2 separate regions of the Sus scrofa genome follow, and region 2 is linked to region 1. Evidence: chromatin contacts called from public Hi-C data. All regions are on one chromosome and are shown on one strand. Each heading gives the region's core, a stretch centred on a gene start, on an enhancer-like site or on the middle of the called end of the contact. The rest is flanking DNA. Distances are from core to core; before and after follow the strand shown. Region 1 holds the start of ART4 (ADP-ribosyltransferase 4 (Dombrock blood group)). Region 2 overlaps GUCY2C (guanylate cyclase 2C (heat stable enterotoxin receptor)).

Region 1 (6,949 bases), core at 197-2,696:
TATACATCAATTAAAAGAAACATTTAAGACTGCTTAAATGACTTAATAACTAAAGCAGGTTTACAAATAGTTCTATAGAATCTGTTTAAGCCAAAACAAAATAAAAAATATCATTTTCTGTTAAATCTTGTGAACTCTCAAACTTTAGTATAGTACTAGATCTCAAGTGTGTCTTCCATTATCTCTTAATATGAGTTATTTTTCCTTATATAGAACTTTATAATGCTTCTTCTGAGTTGAGCCATGTGAACAGGCGAAAGCGAAATAGACTTGGTTTATTTCATGTTATTTGTCCTACAGACACAGTGTTTTACTTAGTGTTTTATGGATCATCAAGAAAATAATGCTATGCCTCTAGCTTTCATGATGCCACATTTGTGAACTGCAAAGAACTCTGAAATTTTTCTTTTATTTCTTTCTTGCCACACTTACAGCATATGGAAATTTCTGGGCTAGGGGTTGAATCAGAGCTATAGCTACTACGACACAACTACAGCCATATGGAATCTGAGCTGCACCTGCAACCTACACCACAGCTTATGGCCATGAGCGAGGCCAGGGATCAAACCGGCATCCTCAGGAACACTATGTCAGGTACTTAACTCACTGAGCCACAATATGAACTGTAGAACTCCACATTTTTTTTTTTTTTTGTCTTTTTGTCATTTCTTGGGCCACTCTCGCGGCATATGGAGGTTCCCAGGCTAGGGGTCGAATCGGAGCTGTAGCCACTGACCCATGCCAGAGCCACAGCAACACGGGATCCGAGCTGCAGTCTGCAAACTTCACCACAGCTCACAGCAACGCCGGATCCTTAATCCACTGAGCAAGGCCAGGGATCGAACCTGCAACCTCATGGTTCCTAGTAGGATTCGTTAACCACTATGCCACGACAGGAACTCTGAACTCCACAATTTTTAAACCTTGTTTTCAACCCCTTTGCTAGCATTCCTTGTTAAAATGTCTAAATGGAATCACATTCCAAGGGACTAAAAGTTGTCACCAGGAGCACCCCCGTATGGAAGCTCCGATCATGAAGAGATCGCCTCCTACCTGGGAACTCACCGTGGGGCTCTGCAGACTCGAGCACAGCAGCAGGAGAGGCAGTGGTCCCTTCAGGAGCCAGATTCTCACTTCAGGGGCTGCAGCAGTTGGAAGAGGAGTCCTCCTGCCTCTGTGGGTCAATGGACGGCTTTTGCTTGGGTTGAAAATACTTCTTCGTACTTGCAACTTCATCCTGAAATGAACTCTCTCTTCCTTGGAGGTTTTCTTTGGGTGAGTCTCAGTGAGAACCTTCCTTGCCCACATCTATGTTGAGACTTCTGCTGACCACCATCAAATAGGAGCTCTTCCAAGGGAAGAGATGAGCTCCAGCTCACTTGGAAAGCTGAAATCTCTGTGAAATAGCCAGACTTGTGCACCAAATAAGGTATTTTTAAAAGTGAATGCGTTAGTTTCCAGTAGAAAAAAAAAATCCTGCTCTAGTCTGTATGAATTCCAAGAGCTTGTTAAGGTTCAGGCTCACGAGCTTGGCCTTTCTTAGCTTGTAAAGGGTCAGCCTCACCAGTTCAGGCTTTCTAAGCAGGAAAAGCACACACTGTGCAGTGTCTGGGGCCAAGTGGCCTTATCTTCAGCTGCAGCTTCCACTGGGGGTGATAGGATTGGGTTATGCAGGTCACTAGGAAGATGCTAGTTCAAGGTGGATCTCTGGTGGGCTTATCTGGTGCTGCTGGTAGGCCCTGCCCAGAAAAAGCTGTCACAAAGTACTACAGTAGAGTTCCTATCAAAAAGAAGACTCTCTCTGCTGCTTTTCTTTCTTTTTTATTTTTTTAACTTTTATTTTTTTCCTTTGTACAGCATATGGAAGTTCCCAGGCTAGGAGTCGAATCAGAGCTGCAGCTGCCAGTGTATGCCGCAGCCGCAGCATCACCAGATCTAACCCGCCTCTGTGACCTATGCTGAAGGTCATGGCAATGCTGGATCCTTAACCCACTGAGTGAGGCCAGGGATTGAAACCACATCCTCACAGACACGATGTCGGGTTCTTAACCCACTGAGCCACAACATGAATGCTTCTACTGCTTTTCTACTGAACGTTTAAAATCGTCCACTCCAGAAATCATACCTGTTGGGGTCTCAGATCTTCTGTTTTCTTTTCTGAAGGCACCAGAGTCTCAATCCACACTAGCTTAGTTTGTAATGAATTGAAATGACTACTGTCAGGAAACAGCCTCTGGAGTTCCCGTTGTGACTCAGTGGGTTAAGAACCTGACTAGTAAATGTGAGGACACGGGTTTGATCCCTGGCCTCGCTCAGTGGGTTAAGGATCCTGTGTTGCCGTGAGCTGTGGTGTGGGTCGCAGATGTGGCTCGGATCTGGCATTGCTGTGGCTGTGGTACAGGCCAGCATCTGCAACTCCAATTTGACCCCTAGCCTGGGAACCTCCATGTGCTGTGGGTATGTCCCTAAAAAGCCAAAAAAAAAAAAAAAAAAAAAGACAGCCTCTGAACATCTGACAGTACTCAGTACTCAAACTCAAAAGTAAGTGACATCCTGCCAGAAAGTTTTATGTGTGCCAAGTTCATTCAGCACAAATGTCCTATGAAAAACCCTCTCTTAGGCATATCCCTTTCTAGTCTGAACATCCTTCCTCTATTCCCAACCCTTGGGGTAATTATTCTTGTAAGTATTTCCCACTTATACATTCCAATTCATTATTTAACTGTGATGAGAAACTAAATCTTTTTCTGAAAATTTTGGTATTTTTTTTTCAGTACCCAAATATCTATCTATCTATCTCTCTCTCTCTCTTTTCAGCCATGTTCACAGCATACAGAAGTTCCCTGGATCAGGACTGACCCCATGCCACAGCAGTTACCCAAGCCACAGAAGTGACAATGCTGAATCCTGAACTTGCTGAGACACAAGGGAACTCCTGAAAATACTTTTTTTTTTTTTTTTTTGTCTTTTTACCTTTTCTAGGGCTGCTCCCGCGGCATATGGAGATTCCCAGGCTAGGGGTCTAATCGGAGCTGTAGCACCAGCCTACGCCAGAGCCACAGCAATGCGGGTTCCGAGCCAGGTCTGCAACCTACACCACAGCTCACGGCAACACCGAATCCTTAACCCACTGAGCAAGGCCAGAGATTGAACCCACAACCTCATGGTTCCTAGTCGGGTTCGTTAACCACTGCGCCACCATGGGAACTCCGTGAAAATATTTTTAATTTAAATTTTCTGACAGTTACAGCAGCTATGTCTCATTACAAAAGTTCAGAATATCTAGACAAGTATAAAGGAGGAAATAAAATTACTTTTGACCCATCATCTGGATAAAGGTACTATTTAGATTTAGGTTTTGGTTTTATATGCACACACATACACACATTCTAGCACAGAAATAATGAATGTGATCTTGCATGCTTTCTTCCCTCTTAATTTTTTTTCTTCTATGTCTTATGTTTCTTTTTAAAAAATTGAAGTATAGTTGATTTCCCTTTTATTATTATGATTATTGTTATTTTTTGGTCTTTTTAGGGCTGTACCCATGGCATATGGAAGTTCCCAGGCTAGGGGTCAAACTGGAGCTACAACTGCTGGCCTACACCACAGCCACAGCAAGGCCAGATCAGACCCGCATCTTCGACCTACACTGCAGCGTGTGGGACCTTTATCACAGCTCATGGCAACGCCAGAACCCAGCCCACTGATCGAGGCCAGGGATTGAACCCAAGTCCTCATCAATACTAGTTGGATTCATTACAACTGAGCAGCAAGGGGAACTCCTCCCTTAATGTTTTAATGTAAGCACATCTCCATATAACTTAATACTTATTGAAAACATAATTCTTTTATGGCTGTATAATATTCTACCATCATTGTTACCATGTGATTAAACATGGGGTGGATGCATAGACTATATTATTTCAGAAGCAGGTTAGTTAGTAAATAGAACATGGACTCTTGAGAAAGACACCTCAGTTCAATTCCTGGCTCTCCTCTCCAACATTTGACCTCATGCCAAAATTCTCTGTCCCTTAGTTTCCTCATTTGCTAAGAGGAGATAATAATACCTACTTCAATGAATGCTCTGATACATTTATAACCCTTAACGCAGCACCTGGCACTGAGAAATTGTTCAATAAATAAAAAGAATTACTATTATTTGTACCAAAGTTTATTGAATAAATATATTTAGCCTGCTTTCCACTTGGTATTGTTATAAAGAACAACTTGTGAATATGTTTTGGACATATATCTTTTTTTTTTTTTTTTTTTGTCTTTTGTTGTTGTTGTTGTTGCTATTTCTTGGGCCGCTCCCGCGGCATATGGAGGTTCCCAGGCTAGGGGTTGAATCGGAGCTGTAGCCACCGGCCTACGCCAGAGCCACAGCAACGCGGGATCCAAGCCGCTTCTGCAACCTACACCACAGCTCACTGCAACGCCGGATCGTTAACCCACTGAGCAAGGGCAGGGATCGAACCCGCAACCTCATGGTTCCTAGTCGGATTCGTTAACCACTGCGCCACGACGGGAACTCCTGGACATATATCTTTGTGTGCTTTTCTTCTTGCAATTTTTAAGGCAATTTTAGAGATGTGATCACTGACCAATGAAATGTATATATATTTTGGACATCATTGAAAATGGGATTAGTGTATAAAAATATCCCTTTAAGATTGTAATCATTCTTAAGATTTCTCATTATCGACTGTTAATTTGGGATGCTGAGGTTGCATGAAAAAACTATAATTAGAGTCTGAAAACTTGGATTGATTATGAGTCTAATTCTATAGCTTGATAGCAGAGTTAGAACAAAAACAAAAAACAACCCTGGAGAGTTCCCATTGTGGCTCAGCGGAAATTAAAACCGACTGGTATCCATGAGGATGTGGGCTTGATCCCTGGCCTCACTCAGTAGGTTAAGTACCCGGCATTGCCATGAGCTGTGGTGTAGGCAGATGTGGCTCAGATCTTGCATTGCTGCAGCTGTGGTGTAGGCTGGCAGCTGTAGCGCCAATTCGACTCCATATGCTGCAGGTGTGGCCCTAAAAAGCAAACAACAACAACAAAAACCTTGCAAGCTGCGCTGAGTCTCCATTTCCTTAACCTTACAGAGTTGTCAAAAATAAATAATGTGCTAATAATTACTTTTTTGGAAAGAATGCTGTGCTTCAAGACCGTTTAGTATGTTATTTCAACCCACAATTGGACTATGAGGAGGTATTTTAACCTCCACTTTATGGGGGCATTTGCTGAAAGCTGAAACCCTGTAAGGGCAAATAACTCCCCAGGGATCACAGACACTTTCCTCTTACCTCCATGGACCACTCTCTCTGAAGAACTCTAAAGGGCTCTAAGAATCATTTTACTGTTACTGTCTATAAAGATTTCCCTAATAATTTTTTTTTTTTTTTTTTTTTTTTTTTTTTTTTTTTGGTCTTTTTGCCTTTTCTGAGGACTCTTCTGCAGCATGTGCAGATTCCCAGGCTAGGGGTCTAATTGGAGCTGGAGCCACCGGCCTATGGCAGAGCCACAGCAACATGGGATCCGAGCTGCGTCTGCAACCTATACCACAGCTCACGGCTACGACGGATTCTTAACCCACTGAGCAAGGCCAGGAATTGAACCTGCAACCTCACGGTTCCTAGTCGGATTCGTTAACCACTGTGCCACGACAGGAACTCCAAGATTTCCCTAATTTTCCTGAAGTGACTGCCACTTCCAAAATATGACCACTAGGGGGCAGCAGGAAGCTTTGTAACCTTGTTCTACAACGCCTTAGGAATTTATTTTTTTGCTTTTTTAGGACTGCAACTGCGGCATATGGAGGTTCCCAGGCTAGGGGTCGAACCAGAGCTACAGCTTCCAGCCTACACCACAGCCACAGCAATATGGGATCTGAGCTGCGTCTGTGACCCACACCATGGCTCAGGGCAACAAAGTATCCTTAACCCACTGATCAGGGCCAGGGATCGAACCTGCGTCCTCAGGGATATACTAGTCGGGTTTATTTACGCTGAGTCACAAAGGGAACGTCTCCACTGGAATAAAGGAATGGGGAGAGGAAGCGAGGGAAAAGGGGGAGGTAGGGACAGAGAGAAAAGGCAGAAGAGAAAGGAGACAGAGACAGAGGAAGGGGAAGAAGGAGGGCAGCTGGAGAACACCAACAATCCTATCTGGGGTAGGGAAAGGCTGCAGGTCTGGAGTGTGAGTGTGTGTACATTTTTGATTAAAAATTTAAAAAGTTTTCTGACAATGTTTAGAGTCCCTGAAAAAGGAATCATCTTTTGCCTTGAGGGCTATTTTACTAAAGTTCCTAGGAGGTAATTTAATATTAGCTAATTTAGAGTGAGGGGCCCACTCAACACTTTCTTGATGCTACACGGTTCTTCAAAAAGAAATTCATTTTTGCTGTCTCGATGAGCAAAACATATATGAGTTTTGAAGTGGCACAGAACTGTGTTGGCATTTTACCTCCGACTTCCCAGCGTTTGTGAATTTGAATAAGAAATGTTAGTTCTTCTTAGCTTCTTTATATATAAAAGAAGAGATAACACCACCACTCTTGCAGGGTTGTGTTGACAATGAAATTGAGATACTCTGTAAAACATCATGGACTAGATCTGTGGATGGTACTGTAGGTAGAACATGGGCTCTTGAGAAAGACACCTTGGTTCAATCCTGTGTTCTATCACTTCTTTTTTTTTTTTTTTTTTTTTGTCTTTTGTCTTTTGTCTTTTGTTGTTGTTGTTGCTATTTCTTGGGCCGCTCCTGCGGTATATGGAGGTTCCCAGGCCAGGGGTTGAATCGGAGCTGCAGCCACCGGCCTACGCCAGAGCCACAGCAACGCGGGATCCGAGCCGCGTCTGCAACCTACACCACAGCTCACGGCAACGCCGGATCGTTAACCCTCTGAGCAAGGGCAGGGACCGAACCCGCAACCTCA
Region 2 (7,112 bases), core at 3,511-6,010, 170 kb before region 1:
GTTAAAAATCCAACACATCTCTGGAGTTCCAACTGTGGCACAATGGGTTAAGAATCCGATGGCAGTGGCTTGGGTCGCTGTGGAGGCGCTGTTCAACCCCCGCCAGGCACTGTGGTGTAGGTCACAGCTGAGGAAGGGGTTCAATCCCTGGCCCAGGAACTTGCACATGTCACTGGTGCAGCCATAAAAAAAAAACAAAACAAACAAACAAACAAACAAACAAAAAAAAACAACACAAAGCATTTCTGAGTCCTATCACACATCTCTATGATTGGAAACTGCTAGGCTTGGGATTAAGAGAATTTTTTAACAAGTTCCCTAGGAGATTCTTACCAGACACCATTATGGAGTCTCACTGGGTAGAAAGAGTGAGGGAGCAGGTGTCAGGGCTGAAGATGAATTATTTTACTTCATGATGAATTGATTCAATTAAAACAGTTTCCTCAACCTTGGCTGTGTATTTTAATCACTTGAGGAGCTTACTTAAACTCCTGAAGCCAGCCTGTGCCCAGATCAATTACAACAGACTCTCTAGGGTATGATTCTGGCAACAGTATTTTAAAAATCTCCCCAGGTATCACAATGTACAGCCAAGTTGAAAGTCACCCTATTAAAGGCTAAATATCAGGAGCCCAGTTTTGTCTTCATGAGCTTACATTTCATCTGTCACACATACAATCTTTTTTTTTCTTTTTTTGGCTGTCCCTCGGCATATGGAGCTCCCCGGCCAGGGATCAGATCCGAGCCACAGTTTCGACCTTAGCGACAGCTGTGGCAATGCCAGACTGGGGATAAACCTGTGTCCCAGTCTGTCACATATACAATCTTATCTGCGAAGAAATGAAAAGGGATAAGAATGGAATCATTTATAATTCCATTTATTATTTCTCGCTCCTTTTCTTACAAATGATGGTTTAGATTTATCACTCAATGGCCACATTTTCATTGCCTTCACTCCCCCTCATCTCAGCCCTGGACTTTTTTTAGCCTCATTAAATATCTGTGTCTTTGACTTAATGAGAACCTCCAGAAGTTAGAGCTGGAAGAAACTGCAGAAATCATCTTGTTCATTCCAATTTTACTGGCAACAAAACTGACACCCAGTTAGGGTAAGTGGCTTGTCCAAAGTCCAACAAGCTATTATTAGACCCTAGTCTAGAAACTGGATCACCTAACTCTTAACCTCAGAGCTGTTTTTCTCACCCTGCATTGTATCTAACTGAAAACATGAGAAATCTAAAACTTAATCTTATTGGATAATTGTGTGCTATTTTTTTTGATCCCAAATTATAATCTGATTCATGGCTCCAGTCTTAAGTGCTTAAGGTCAAAGTTTCAGATTTTAGGATTTTAAAATTGTTAGGGAGTTCCCCTTGTGGCTCAGCAGTAATGAACCCAACTAGGATCCATGAGGACTTGGGTTTAATCCCTGGCCCTCACTCAGTGAACTGGGGATCTGGCATTGCCCTGAGCTGTCATGTAGGTCACAGATGAAACTAGGATCCCATGTTGTTGTGGCTGTGGTGTAGGCTTGCAGCTGCAGCTCCAATTTGATCCCTAGCCTGGGACTCTCCATATGAAATGGGTGTGGCCATAAAAAACAACAACCACCACCAAAAAAAAAAGATTTTAAAAATTTAAGAAACTTGGGGATCTTAAGAATTATCCAGGGGCTCTGCAGATTTCCATGATTCATACTAGACTTCTAAATCCTAATCACCAGCAGAAGTGTCAGGGAACTCTATTTTTAACAGATATATTTGTTGTTGTTGTTGTTGTTGTTTTTTTGTCTTTCTTTTGTCTTTTGTCTTTTGTTGTTGTTGTTGTTGTTGTTGCTATTTCTTGGGCCGCTCCCACGGCATATGGAGGTTCCCAGGCTAGGGGTCCAATCGGAGCTGTAGTCACCGGCCTACGCCAGAGCCACAGCAACGCGGGATCCGAGCCGCGTCTGCAACCTACACCACAGCTCACGGCAACGCCGGATCCTTAACCCACTGAGCAAGGGCAGGGACCGAACCCACAACCTCATGGTTCCTAGTCAGATTCGTTAACCACTGCGCCACGACGGGAACTCCTTAACAGATATATTTGTGATCAGTCGGAATTTAGTTTCTAATCAGGCAAGTTTTGCCCTCGAATTCTTAACTTTTCAAGTGATTATTTCCCTGAGAAAAATCGTCTGTTAGTCTCTGGATCACTTTAATTCTTTTGAGGGGAATTGCAGTCTGAGATTTTTCATTAGAAAAGACATTCTCACACTTAGCTGCCACTGAGTATCAACTATTATTAGAAAAGTCTGAAATTAGTGAGGAAAAGTAAAAATTTCAGCAATACCCAAATATCTTGGCCAACGTATTCTCAATTTTCTTGAAGTCTGGTCTCTTTTCTGGATCTTCCTCCCAGCAGTTTTTGACAAGCAGATAGACCTAGAAAGGCAGACAAGGCAGATTAACTCAGGGGGCTGTATCCTATCTTATTCTGTTCAGGGATGGGAGAATAGTTTTAAAACATCTCAAAAAACAAACAAAAAAACACAAAGGAGTTCCAAAAGCACAGTGGAAACAATCTGACTAGGAACCACCGCGAGGTTTCAGGTTTGATCCCTGGCCTCTCCCAATGGGTTAAGGCATAGGTCAGCGGCTACAGCTTCGAAGGGACCCCTAGCCTGGGAACATCCATATGCCATGCGCGTGGCCCTAAAAAGCAAAAAAGAAAAAAAAAATCTCAACTCTGACAAAGAGGATGGGATGGCTCAGTTCCCTGTAGCCTCTCTCAGTCACAGCCACCTGCACTCCCTTGCCTCACCCTTCCCTTCAGCCCTAAACTAATAAAAATGGTGGTACTGGTTTTGATGAGGTCAGGTTGATGGGAGATACAAAATGCTTTCCAGACATTTGCAGGGTTTATTTTGGGAAGGGCAATAAATATCGGAGCTCAGTGAGTAAGAGGCCAGTAACTCTAAACGAGAGCGAGGCTCTATGAAATTAGTTTTCAACCATGCCTGATGGTGCAATTGTCGGAGCAGTGTTCACAAAAGTTACGATTTCAGGAGATTCTGAATTAATTGATTTGTGAAGGGGCCTTATTAGGGTCCTCAGATTTAGCTAATACAAATCCAGGACACTCAGGTAAACTTGAATTTCAGATAATGCATGATTCGTTTAGCATAAGTATGTTCCAGTTGTTCCAAGGGCAAAGGCCAATAATCTATACATTTTTAAGTTCCCCAGGTGATGCAATGCCCACTGCAGTGGAGAAGAGAAGCAAGGAAGGGGAGGTACAAGGAAGCCCTTGGAATCATCATCTCCTTTGGTGCCACCTGTTTGCGGCTTTTGTGGGATCAAAAAGCATAATAAAAACCATGTTTTAAATAAAGATCGTTCTTCACTATGACCCAAAACAGGACCACAAATGGTTTGAGAAGCAGTTCCTGTCTGTGCTCTTTGCCTTAATCAAGTCCCCTGGGAGTGACAGGACTAGTCTAGAACTGTGGTTGCCTAGATTCACCACTAGGTGATGCTCTTGCCTGGGAAAACGATCTGCAGGCTACCTGCCTTGGAAAGGAGGGGACAGAAGCTGCAACAGATGGAACAGCAGATGCTCGTCAGGCACTGCCAAGTCATCCAGCTTCAGGCCTGTATGCTTTGGGAACCACCTACCAGATACGGAATCTAATTCCTCACTGCTAATTCCAGAACCAAATCCAGCTACATGTGTGAATTGAGGAGAAGATGCTTTGGTGAAAGAGGTCTTAAGCAACATGTGGATATAAAGACTAGAAAGGAGGGTTTTAGAAGAGAAATGCTGATGTGTAGGGAGGAATCCCAGCATTCAGAAAAGCAAGAGGAAAGGAAGGGAGGAGGTGGTGGCAATTATAGGGGCAGATGGATCTCAGAACCTTGGGGCCACAGCCTGCCTTTAATGTTGACAAAAAGAGAGAGAAGTAAAAATGGCCCATTCCTGCCCAGCAGAGTCTGGCCCTAAACCTCATCTGGCAGGTCGCCTGTAAACTGAAGCAAAATATTTTTATCTTTACCTTTCAAAGAGCAAAAGTGTTAAAAACATGGGTTTTTTTAAAAGACCATAAATATTTTGTGAGCATTTACTTATCATCTCCTGAATTATAAAAGCTCAGAAAAAATTCCCTCCCAAAATTAGATTTTTTTTTCCCCATAGGTCTTAAAGGCCTTTGTGAGAGATTGTTTAAAAAAAATTAAGCAAACAAAGAGAGAAAAATCTCCATTTTCTTCAGAGGAAGGATAGAAAGAGTGAAAGTACATTTCTTTATTGTTTCTAGATGTTGCCATATTTGCTATTTAATCAGCAGGTAATATTTATAACCTTAGTAAGTGTATCACATGGACATTTTACACTTTTAGCTCCTAAACCTTGAGAATGTGACATGTGCGCTTAAGGAACTCTTTCCTGATTTGGGAGTATGGGCGGCTGACAGTAGCTCCCAAGGATGTGTCCCCACTCCTAGAGCCAGTGAAGCTGACCTTATTTAGAAAAAGGGTCTTTGCAGATATGATAAAGGATCTTGTGATGGGGAGGTAATGCTGGATTATCTTGGTGGGCCTGAACGTAGTTGCAAGCATTCTTACAGAAGAGAGAAGCAGAGGGAAAGTTGAAGAGGAGAAAGTGGCCTGGAGGTAGAGATTAGAGGAGGATCCGGAAGCCAAGGAACGTCTAAGCCACCGGAAGCTCCTGGAAGAAGCAGGGAATACATTCTCCCCCCGAGCCACTAGAGGGAGCATGACCTGCCGACAACTCACTGCAGACTTCCGGCCTCCAGAACTGTAAACCAGTATGTTTCTGTTTTAATTCAGTGTGTGTGTGGTACTTTGCTGCAGCAGCCCAAAGACATTCACGCTGGGAGATAGAACTCACTTCCAGTTCTTTTTCCTCTGCTGTTTCCAGGAACAGATCTGGGCGGAAGGGTTTCACCCCGTTGGAATTCTCCACTCTGAAAATCTTCTCTGATGGGATAAGAATAATGCAAATGACAACAAAGAAAGCAGTGTGAAGAAATTTTAGCAGCGGCTGCCAGCCTCTGAATTGGTTCACCGACCCTGGATAGGTCCCCAGTGGGGCTGTGGCAGAGCCTAGGCCAGTTCTCAACAGAGAGAAGTGAACAAATGAAGGAGTCTCCAGGTGAAGGGGTCTTGTGTCCCTTTACACCAGGAGGTCACCTTAAGTTAAGTCTACTAACCCTCTAAAACTTAACTCAGATACACCTGCCATAGGGAGGCTTTCTCTGAGCAAGACGCCAGCTTGCCCCCACTATATCCCTTTACCACCTCCATCCCCCAGAGGGTTAAGAGCTGGCACATAATTAAGTGCTCAGTAAATCGAGGACTGGATGAATGGAATAAAACACTCCCCCCCTGAGGGGACATGTGGCAAAACTACTGATCTGCTTTCAGTAAGAACTGAAATGCCTATGTTGTCCCACTAGAGTGATCTAGTCCAGGTGTGAAACGGGCACAAAGTCTTCTACTGGAATCAAAAGGAAATCAGGAAATGGTAAGGCAAGATTCTTTCAGACACAATAATATGACAGCAGTGGCAGCTGGCAGAGGAATACTGTCCTATGCTTTTCAGAGCCCTCTAACCTTCAGATGCGATGGATCCCTCCAGCTACCCTATGGAGGGCGGGTGTGTCCTTGCTTTTGCTGGGGAGTGGACTGATAGGTGGTCACAGGACCTCAGGGTCTAGGTCAGCCTAGCACGCTGGCTCCCCCCGAGGGTCTCACTCACCCTTCTGGTCCCGACAGCTGAGGGTGTAGAAGGTTTCTCTTCGCAGGATGATCTCCTGGGCGATGATCCCGTAGCTGTACACATCTCCTTTCTGGGAGACGCTGGCTCGGCGTAGGTGCTCCGGGGCCGTCCACAGGTCTGCACATTCAGCAGTGACACGGAGAGGGTGAGGGGTCGAGCCGCTCAGGGGTCTCCAACTTGCTTTTGCTTTTAGGTCCCTCCACCGCGCTAACGCCGGTGACGGGGGCAGCACACATGCTTGCCTTCTAAGCTGACTGTGTAATGCCGGGATTCAGGTGCGGGCATGCAGCAATGCCTTGCCTAAGCTGCTTGACTCAGAGCTCTGAAAACCCTCAAGGTCAACTAGACTAGCACCTGGGGACAGGAAGTGCTCAGTAAACGTCTGTGGGGTGAATGCAGTAGAATCTAAGAGGCTGAGCATTTAACAGCTTACAGAACATGTGGCATAAACAGAAAAGCCTTCATAAATATTTTAAAATCATGTATTTATTTTATGTAATATAAAAGACTATATATACATATATATAGTACATAATTTTTACAATATAAAATTAACTATAAATTATATATAAATTATATGGTTTATATAATTATAAATATAGATATAGTTTATATAATTATATAATTTATATAAAATGTATAGTTCATAAGCATTATATAAATATAAATATATTTATTTATATAATTATATATAAATATATATAAGTATAAATATATACTATATGTAATAATATAAGTATATATATTATATACATATGATATATATATTTATTAAAAACAAATAAAAAGAGCACTTTTTTTGTCTTTTTAGGGGTGCACCTGTGGCACATGGAGGTTCCCAGGCTAGGGGTCCAATCAGAGCTGTAGCCGCCAGCCTACACCACAGCCACAGCCATGATGGATCTGAGCCACATCTGTGACTTACACCACAGCTCAGGGCAACACCGGATCCTTAACCTACTGAGGGAGGCCAGGAATCAAACCCGCGTCCTCATGGAAGCTAGTCAGGTTCACTAACTACTAGCTACGAGGGGAACTCCAAGAGAGCACATTTAAACAAAGAGACCATCACTGATATTTTTCAGGTGTGACACGCTGGCAGCCACAAAGTCAGCTATCACCTGGAGATGTGTTTTATTTATCGCAGTGTTCTTTAAACAAATTAATGCACACAATTTGCCCACGTTTTACTGTTGTGCCTGCTCTGTCCATCTAGTTCACTTCACATGAGTGAAGCACTCCTGGGTCCTGTGTTTGGCTCCTCGAAACACTTGGGGTTTGGACCCCATCACAGATCTTGTTTATAATAATGGGTATACAATTAATTTTCC

The links. A called contact is a pair of places that touch in the nucleus more often than the background predicts.
Region 2: a Hi-C map of subcutaneous adipose tissue shows a contact between it and region 1, with 2.2 times the contacts expected there. The contact joins the enhancer-like site here to the promoter of ART4 in region 1. A contact is called at or near these places in 4 of 47 Hi-C or Micro-C datasets (embryonic fibroblasts, mesenteric adipose tissue, retroperitoneal adipose tissue and 1 more).

What each region holds. Positions count from the first base shown.
Region 1 is chr5:57,703,349-57,710,297 of Sscrofa11.1, reverse strand. It overlaps ART4 (ADP-ribosyltransferase 4 (Dombrock blood group)), which reads right to left and starts at 1,446. Exons shown (of 3, transcript NM_001272094.1): 1 at 1,054-1,446. The coding sequence starts at 1,236.
Region 2 is chr5:57,878,744-57,885,855 of Sscrofa11.1, reverse strand. It overlaps GUCY2C (guanylate cyclase 2C (heat stable enterotoxin receptor)), which reads right to left. Exons shown (of 27, transcript NM_214105.1): 18 at 5,761-5,898; 19 at 4,891-4,979; 20 at 2,335-2,426. Among named protein-coding and RNA genes, the nearest start is that of GUCY2C, 60 kb to the right of the region's middle. Within about 2 kb of position 4,760, at least 15 of the 83 cell types and tissues checked have an H3K27ac peak or open chromatin away from gene starts, as enhancers often do. A contact at or near this core is called in retroperitoneal adipose tissue and subcutaneous adipose tissue, where this site is marked.